Regions from separate parts of the Zea mays genome. Here region 2 is linked to region 1. The links are chromatin contacts, called in public Hi-C maps. All regions are on one chromosome and are shown on one strand. Each heading gives the region's core, a stretch centred on a gene start, on an enhancer-like site or on the middle of the called end of the contact. The rest is flanking DNA. Distances are from core to core; before and after follow the strand shown. Region 1 holds the start of LOC109942996. Region 2 holds the start of LOC100193827.

Region 1 (4,440 bases), core at 594-3,093:
GCACACCAGCATCGCCCTTGGAGTGGTTTCCTCATCCAGTCCGGCGCCAGCCTCCGCAGCGTCGTGCGCGCGGCCGCTCGTGGCCATGGTCAGCACCCCGCCGCTGCTGAAGCCGTCGCGGATGATGCCGCACGCTGCGCAGGTCCCCGCGGCGTCGCAGAGGTGCGTGGCGCCGTTGAGGCCGAGCGAGCAGGCCAGGGTGGCGCAGTGGAACCGGAGCAGCTCGTTGCCGTCGGCGGTGCAGCGCGGGTGCCTGTTGCTGTTGGCCGCCGCTACCGCCAGCTGCTCGGCGCCCGCCCTGGCCTTGACAGCGTCACGGTACTCCTCGAAGCGGGCCAGCGTTCTGGGCGTGTTGTTCACCTTGAGGATGCGGTCGACCTTGCACACGGGGCTCTGCTTCTTGAGCCAGCTGGACTGGAAGATGATCTCGATGATGTTGCGGCTCGTGTCATCAGTGCCAAGCTCGGACACTGCATGCCATGGGCGTGTTTGTTGGTCAAAAGTGTCCCAACTGTCGACATGAAAAGCATCAAAGATGGATGGAATAAAGTGCAGATGAGGCATGCGACCGACCTGCGTGCCTGATGGACTGGTGGAGCTGGAGGCTCTCCTGCCTGACGAACACCTCGCCGCAGTCCGGGCAGGGGCAGATGGTGGTGGCCCTCATGGAGGCGCTGCCCGCCACCACCATGTGGCACTCGTAGCACCCCGAAAGCCGCCTCAGCTGCATGCCGGCCCTGAACGACGACCCGCCCGACGACGACGACGACCCGCCACGCTGCAGCTGCTTGTTGCTGCCAGCGCCACATTGGGGCTTCTTCACGCACCGATCGCTGCTCCCGCTCACGGACGCGCGGCGCTTGCAGGGCTCGCCTGCCGACGCCGTGCCCGTGGTTTCCTTGGGCGGCACGGGCACGCTGTCGTCCTTGAGCTTGCAGATGGACGGCGCGGAGCAGCCCAGCCTCTTGCTCCTGCTGCCGGTGCCGGTGTCCGGCGCCCGCGGCCGCGCGTGGCTGTTCCTGCACGAGAAGAGGCTCTTGAACGCTGCTAACCTGTAGGACGGGCTCTCCAGCTCCTCCTTATTGGTCGTCGTCGTCGTCTTCACCATGGCGGCAGCGGAAGTCTTATTGGCCTCCCTGACGCCTGCCGATCTGCCCGGCCGTTCCACCATTGCGATCCTATTCCTCTCGCTAGCTAGCTTTCTTCCAAGCTCTAGATGTTCGTTCGTGTTGGATGGGAGTACTTGAGAAGTGGTGGTGGAGGAGGAAAAGAGCTAGGATGCTTTATTTCTAGGCTAGTTGTTGCTGCAGCTTTATGTTTTTGGGGATGATGCTATCTGCACCTGCACCTGCTCATCATGGGATTAAGGCCATGTTTGCTAGCTAACACTAACAACAATGGATGGCACAAAACTAGGTCGATGCCCAATACCGAGGTGGAACTCAAGTTCAAAGCATGCATGTCTAGACTAAAAGATCCAAATGCATGTACCCTGGCAATTCTTGGTCTTGGTAAAAGCAGACAAGTTGATGGGCTTTTGGGCTGGTCCAGGGTCCGGTGGTGGCTGCACAGCATTTTCAGAGTGGTGATCCACTAGTCAGTCAGTCAGTCAGTCACCTCTGCTCTGATGAATGAGGAGATATCATATGCCATCCCATCCCATCCCATCAGCAACCAACGGAATAAAGATCACTCACTCAGATGCTGTGCTTGTGCTTTGTGCTTTGCTGTTGTGTACTACATGTCCCGGTCCAAATTGTAGAATCCCGAAACTGTTCATGGGCATGGGCTCTTCTTTTGCCTGCGAAGTTTCCTGCAAAGGCTGCATCTATGTAGTACTCGTATACCCTAGTGATATGAGCAGCAGGGAGCCACAAAACAACAAGAGGGAGGATTTGGAGGGAACAAAGCACATCGATGCCACTGTCGCTCTCAAAAGGAACAAAGCATAACTCGATTACACAATAAGCTACACTACTCTACTCACTGTTATTAATGCTAATCTCGAGACAAGGCTCTGGTTTCGACATGGGGCAGAAGGAAAACAAACAGAGGAGCAAATAAACCTAGCTAGCTAGCTAGCTTGCTTCACCACATCCGGGCCATACTAATTGTTTTTGATGATCCTGAAATCAAATCCATTGTACCACAAAGCTTCTTTGTCTGACACAAATTAATATGGACCTGGCTAGCACGGCCCGAAGAGCCTGGCTAGGAAAGAAGAATGTACAGTAGCTAGCTAGCTAGCTAGCTAGCTAGGAGTACCTGACTGACTTACAGTAGGATGTTTAACATGGATGGCAGTGGCAGAGCCATCTTCATTATTCCACAGCAACAGTCATCAGTTGCTTGCTCCACGTCACATGCGAGGCTGAATTAGAAAATTTAGATGCAGCTGTCCCTCTGTTGTTCTTGGACCATATTGAGGGTGTATGATAGGTGATCTTGTTTGTGTCCTGGTTCCTTTTGTTTGGTGTTTGGGCCTCGCGAACTCGCAGCGTACGCTCGTCATGAGCATATAGTTTAGCGTGAGTCACTATGGCAGTGTTAGGTATATTCACCATACTATCTATAACGGTTGCCTTTTTAGAGTTTGTTTTTGGTTTAAGATGTATATATGCTTGACCTAAGAAAAGATGGAAAAGCAAACTAAGCTAATACTGAGAACTGAAACATTTAAAACTACCCCAGCTTATACTAATTATTAGTATGTACTAACAAGAAAAATAAATACTCCAGTACTCCTTGAAGCTTCTTCAGCTGTGAGGAATTTCAGTTTGAGAAAGATTTTTTTAGCCCTGAATCCAAACCAACAGGCAACAGCTGCAAAAGAGAACTACCTTGCATTCCGTGTAATTGAAGTGTGAATATCCAATCAGTTTAAATTATGACCCATTTGGATACCAAAGTCCAATTTTTGTTGTATGCTTAAAGTACATCAATATTCTTTTTGTTGCTTTAAAGTGACTTTCTCTTAGTGAGTCTCGAAATCTTGTACACAAGCATATACTAAATATTACATCTAATCTTGATGCGGTCACATAGAGCAAGCTTCCAATCATTGATTAATATAATTTTTGATTTACCATACCACCACCTGTATCTAAGTTAATGAGGACATCACTTCTTTAGATGCATTGCAAGGTGTTAGTCATTTTTAACCTTACTATTGGTGAAGTACATGTTTTGTTGATTAGGAACCTAGGAGCTAACTAAAATAGACTTAGAAAAGACTAAAGAGTCAAGGAGAATTAGATAGGGCATGGACATTGAAAAGAACATGGACGCATAAGAGGGAGAGTGAATTAAGAGAACTATTTTTCTTTTAAACAAAACCGTATACGAATAACCAAGCATTGATTTGTGCGACTAAAGTTGTCTTGGGGGAGTGGATTAGGAGAACTATTTTCACTCTATTTTAGGCCTCTATTTTATCTCTTAAACAAAATGTATACGGATAACCAAGCGTTGATTTGTGCAACTAAAGTTTTATCTAAGTGTTACTATCTCTACCATAAAAGGAATTTTGCAGCCTAAGTTTCGGACATATCCGTAGCTTATAACTAAGCTGATAAGGTAAAGTATACAACCAAAGATAACAATATAAATACGAGACTTTAATGAGATAGAAAAGCGAACTCTTGTTAATGCGCCGATACTTTTACTGTGGTATCAGTGTAGCTTCTTAGGCCATTCTAAGTGGAAGTTTCATTATAGTTTCGTTCTCATTAAATGAGATGACACATTACTATATTTGATGACATGATACAATATTTATGATGAAAGAGATTGAGAGAGTTTCATGAGAGGAGAGATGATTTCAACCAGATAAAACTCGAATATTATACAGTTTCATAGACAAAAGCTGATGTGTCACTTTTGAAAACCGTGCAATAAAACTTTCACTGAAAATGACCTTACTAATCCTTGTTATAAGCTCCACACAAGTGTGCGTAGCCTACTAGAGGAGACCGTAGTTTGATACTAAGTTAGAACCATATGAATAGTAGATCATTAGAAAACTTGGGCTCATACTTTGTCTTTCCCGCTAGTTAGACTATTTTAACCATCAGAATATTGAGATCTATGCATTGACCGCATGCATGCACGTGGAGGAAATATGTGGTGGGGCTTATTTTAGCAACTACGCGCACAGTGCAAATAGCGAGCGAAGCGTCGGTGATCCCTTAGAGCATCTTAAGATACTATTTATTTTTGGCTCTCTATTTAAATTAATTCTATATTTAGCTTTTTCATAAAGATTACACTATATATGTAGCATTTCACTTCAACAGACTATCTATCTAATTTTGTTAGTCAGGTGACTAGACAAATTTGGCTAATGAGAGAGTCAATTTGGAGAGTCAGATAGCTTAACAAATCAGATAGCTAATCTGTTGGAGAATTATTTTGCTGTTGAGCAGCCAAAATTTAGCTTGA
Region 2 (4,440 bases), core at 575-3,074, 190 kb before region 1:
ATGGCCCTGTACAAGTCAATATTTATACGCTCACATTATGATTGTAATTATTATTTCCTGGTTCTTTTGAGCAGCTCCTGCCCTGCTAGGGAAATGTGGAACATAATGGAAGATGGTGTAAGTAAAGGTGGGAAGAGAACAATCTAATACCAATCGATTAAAAATCTATCTATCTATTAATTAATTAATTTATTTGTGGTGTGTGATCTGACTTTGGTTGTGGTGCTCACTGTCAATGAAGGTCGATGCTAACTGCTGATACCTGCTTCCTTTTCTTGTTAAGATGTCATGAGAGAGAATCCTACCACTGAATATTTTCATCAATACCATCACCATTATGATAGTGTATAGTTTGACTGAAATTCATGTTACAGGCACGCATTACAACACAAAACTACCAATGGCAGGCAAGATACTAAGAGTCAGATTTGGAGTCTGCTCATAATCATGTCGAACTCTCCGCTGGCGTGCACCTGCCGCACCGTTCTGTCGTAGTCGTCGTCATCGTCATGGTCGTCTTCTTCTTCCTGTTGCTCTGCTTCGTCGGGCCTGGACGGTGGCTTGGGCACCGTCTGCGCCTCCTGCACGATCCTCAAGATCTCCTCCACGCTCTGCGACGAGTAGGCGGGTGCTGCTGTCGCATTATTGCTGCTGCTGCTGCTGCTGTCTCCCTGGCGGCTGTAGTAGTAGGCTGCCTGCGCCTCCTCCTTGAGCTCCCTCGGCAGGTTCTTGAGGTACCAGGGGTGGGTCTTGATCTCGCTCATGGTGATCCTCTTGTACGGGTTCTGGACGAAGATGCGGGAGAGGAGGTGGCGGCAGTTGTGGGAGACGTGCACGTACTCGGGGATCTTGTACTGAACCGACATGATGCGCTGTATTGTCTTCCTGAAGTTCTTTGGGTCCTTTGGATCCTCGAACGGGTACGCCCCCACCAGCATGACGTAGAGCGTGACTCCGCACGACCAGACGTCGGCGTGCTTCCCGTCGTACTCTCGCCGCGACAGCACCTCGGGCGCGATGTACGCCGGCGTGCCCACCGTTGACTTCGGTCGCGAGTGCAGCACCGAGGACTTGGAGTAGCCGAAGTCGCAGATCTTGAGGCGCGGCGCCGGGCTGCCGTCCAGCAGCGTGTTCTCCAGCTTGAGGTCCCGGTGGCAGATGTTCATGGCGTGGCAGAAGCTGACGCCGCAAACCAGCTGCTGGAAGAAGTAGCGCGCCTCGTCCTCGTGGAACCGCCCGGCGTCGCAGATGCGCTCGAACAGCTCCCCGCCCGCAGCGTACTCCATCACGATCGCAAGGTGCGTGGGAGTCAGCACCACCTCCTTGAACCGGATGATGTTGGGGTGGCGGAGGGAGCGGTGGTTCACGATCTCGCGGAACACGTTCTCGTCGATCTATCAATTAATCCATCAATTAGATACTAGCTAGCAAAGAAGACGCGACGGCTAGACTGACTACTCACCCTGTTTCCTCGCTCTATGAACTTCATGGCCACCAGCTCCCTCGTGTCCTTGTTCCTCATCAGCTTGGCCACCCCGAAGTTGCCCGCCCCGATCTCGCGAACGGGCTCGTACTTGTCCATCGGATCCCTTGCCTTCCTAGCTAGCTTATCTTGCCTTATCGTGGATTGGAGGTCAGCTAGCAGGGAGGGAGAAGACGACGAAGGGGGATGTGGGTGGAGCTGAGTCACTAGTCAGTCAGTCCAGACGGAGGAGCAGGTGCTGCTGTCTGTCTGTAAAACTAGCCACCCATCGCTTTCAACGACAGCGACACCCAAATTTAAAAGCACTCCACTCCATGCTTGCCTGCTCACCATTTCTTATCTCCTTTTTTTTTTCTTTTCTTTTTGAAATTTCTTTTAAAATGTCTGGTTTGGCTGCGCTCCGATCCACCACCGCGATACATCACCTATTGATACCCAACGATGAAATGCATAGTGTAGTGTTGATCGTAGTATAGCAGTAGAGCGTGTTATAACTGGTGTGCTTGTGTCAGAAGAAAGTGATCGTCTTACCCTTTTATATCTCAAAGGGTTGAAACTTACAGAGGGGATCTATTTTCTACTAGAGAGAGACAGTGACAGAGAGAGAGATTGACTCCCTCGGGTTATCGCGGTAGGTCTTCCGTAGGGTCATGTGTAGGCATACTCTCGGTATTGTCACACCCGGGTTTTAGGGGCACCAAAACCCGGACGCCGTCACCAAGTGTGCTGAGACCAAGTCTCACACATATGATGACTCATGGTACAGAAACGAATGCCACATCTTTACTATATAATAGTCCATGCTAAATAATTACATCATATGCACACAACGATCCAGCAACCCTAGTTGACTGGGAGACGACAGTCTAGACCACTCACGAACTCATCACGACATCCTCCACGCGCCTCATCCTGTGGTACCTATTCTTGGCCGGAGGGGATGTGAGTACAACAAGAGTGAGCTCACATACGTTCATCACTCAACAAGTTGTGAGGAATAATGTGCATGAAATCACCAAAGGTGGGAGCTCATGTGAAGTGTAAGGCTTACCAAATGAGATGGTTAAAGCTGAGTATTGCTTTTAAAGTTGGTCAAAATTTTATTAGCAGTTACTAAGTATAAGTAGATACCAACCCAATTAAGTAAGATATCAAATTAATAACAACACCCACAATGCAATGTGTCGGTACCCTGAAACAGGGGTACCCCTTACTACAGTGTGAAGGCACGGTGCCCATGCGGCTATCTCTAGTCGCGTGGTAAACAGCACCCGACCCTACCACGTGGACGACTCCCGGGTCGCCACGTGGCCAGAGAAGACGATATACTCCAGGATATCAACAGTGGGTCCGGACCCCCATGGGAAAATGTTGGACCCCTGTACGTACGGACCAGACCTCCGGGTAAGGTCCAGAACCTCCACGGGCACGAACCGGACCCCTAGGATGGGTCTCGAACCCCTCTGTGTGGGGTCCGGGCCACTAACAACAGGGTCCCGGGATTCTGGGACAAAGAGTACCCAGACCTTAATCAAGACCAGGCGGGGGTCCGGAGCTGACACGTGTCCAGACCATACCACACACGCTTCTGCTCCCCGCTTAGGCGGAGACCCGATACTGCCATGTGGCCCACTGTCCGTGACGTAAGCCAGCGGGCGGAGCCTGACGTAAGGCCTCTGGGCCGCGCGTCCTCTGCATTTATTGCGGATAAGGTGCGCCGCTTGTCAAACTGGCAGGTGATGTGCCGCCTCAGCTTTTAATGAGCCCTGTCACTCCACTGGCAAGCGATAAGCCGCCTCAGCATTAAATGAGCCCTGTCCACTCCGCTGACGGAGGACGACCAGACCACCTTATAGGCGGCGTGCATGTCCATTCCGTTGGCAGGCAATACGCCCGTGCTGCAGCATACACTGTGCTCATCATGACCCGCGCGTTACCGAGGAGGCAGCCACGAGATATTAATACTATATGGACTACAGACATTATGGCGCTTGGAGATCTTCTGGGCGACACTGGCATTGGATACTTCTATATGTATTCCCTCTGTTTTGCCCCTGGGCCCACATGTCGTGGCTCAGCGCCCTTGTACGTGCCCCCCTTGAGCTATAAAAGGGAGGGCACACGACGTTACATGGCAGGCTCACTCGGACCCAACTTAGGCTCAAGCTCACTTAGACTCTCGGGCTCACAAGTTCATACAAGCTCTCAAGCTCAATACATTACACAATGGAGTAGGGTATTACGCTCCGGCGGCCCGAACCACTCTAAACCCTTGTGTGTTCTTCCCGATTCCATCTAGCAGGCAAAACACTTAGGCCCCTCCTCATCTTAGGATTTAGGGCGAGTGCGTTCCTCCACCCGGCCGGAAAATTCCCTCTCCGAGATTTGGCGCGCCAGGTAGGGGGCTAGGCTTTAGGTTTTTGCTTGTTCTTCTACTCGACACCATGGTCCACATCGTCGAGCACCATGATTTCATGCCCGAGGACTTCATGGTGGAGGAGGCGGCAACCTCTTCCACACCGCGGGCCACTAACCTCCCTACACCTGGTGCAGCCGCTGTTGTGCACTCTGCGCGGCAGCACACTCCAGCGCAAACGTCCAGGACGTCTAGGGTGGCGCCTGGGGCGCTGTCCGTGGCCAGAGAGTTGCTACGCCACCCTCCTAGTTCCACGGCCTCGCTAGAGGCCATGAAGCAGTGGCGCGACGACGTCGACCGCCTGCTCGACATGGCGCACTCTGGCTCTACCAGGCCCCGGCCTTGGTCATCCGGCGTCAACACGAGGCATCAGCGTCAGTGCGCTCCCCCTCGGTGAGGGCCGCAACGACTAAGGACCTGCGGGCGGAGCTCAACCGCCGGTGCGCGGGAGAGGACGCTCCAGTCTCTCTGGAGAGGTCTAATGACCTGCGGGCAGAACTCAACCGCAGGCGTGCGGGCGAGGATGCCCGCGTCTCTCTAG

Evidence for each region. A called contact is a pair of places that touch in the nucleus more often than the background predicts.
Region 2: a contact with region 1 is called in a Hi-C map of ear, with 5 times the contacts expected there. The contact joins the promoter of LOC100193827 here to the promoter of LOC109942996 in region 1. A contact is called at or near these places in 6 of 25 Hi-C or Micro-C datasets (bundle sheath, ear, endosperm and 2 more) and 1 of 3 datasets of contacts at active chromatin or transcription factors (leaf).

What each region holds. Positions count from the first base shown.
Region 1 is chr10:151,307,633-151,312,072 of Zm-B73-REFERENCE-NAM-5.0, reverse strand. It overlaps LOC109942996, which reads right to left and starts at 1,843. Exons shown (of 2, transcript XM_020545668.3): 1 at 574-1,843; 2 at 1-470. The coding sequence starts at 1,171.
Region 2 is chr10:151,500,937-151,505,376 of Zm-B73-REFERENCE-NAM-5.0, reverse strand. It overlaps LOC100193827, which reads right to left and starts at 1,824. Exons shown (of 2, transcript NM_001138909.1): 1 at 1,463-1,824; 2 at 315-1,394. The coding sequence starts at 1,582. The coding sequence ends at 423. LOC100502197 reads left to right here. Exons shown (of 14, transcript NM_001363231.1): 14 at 1-192.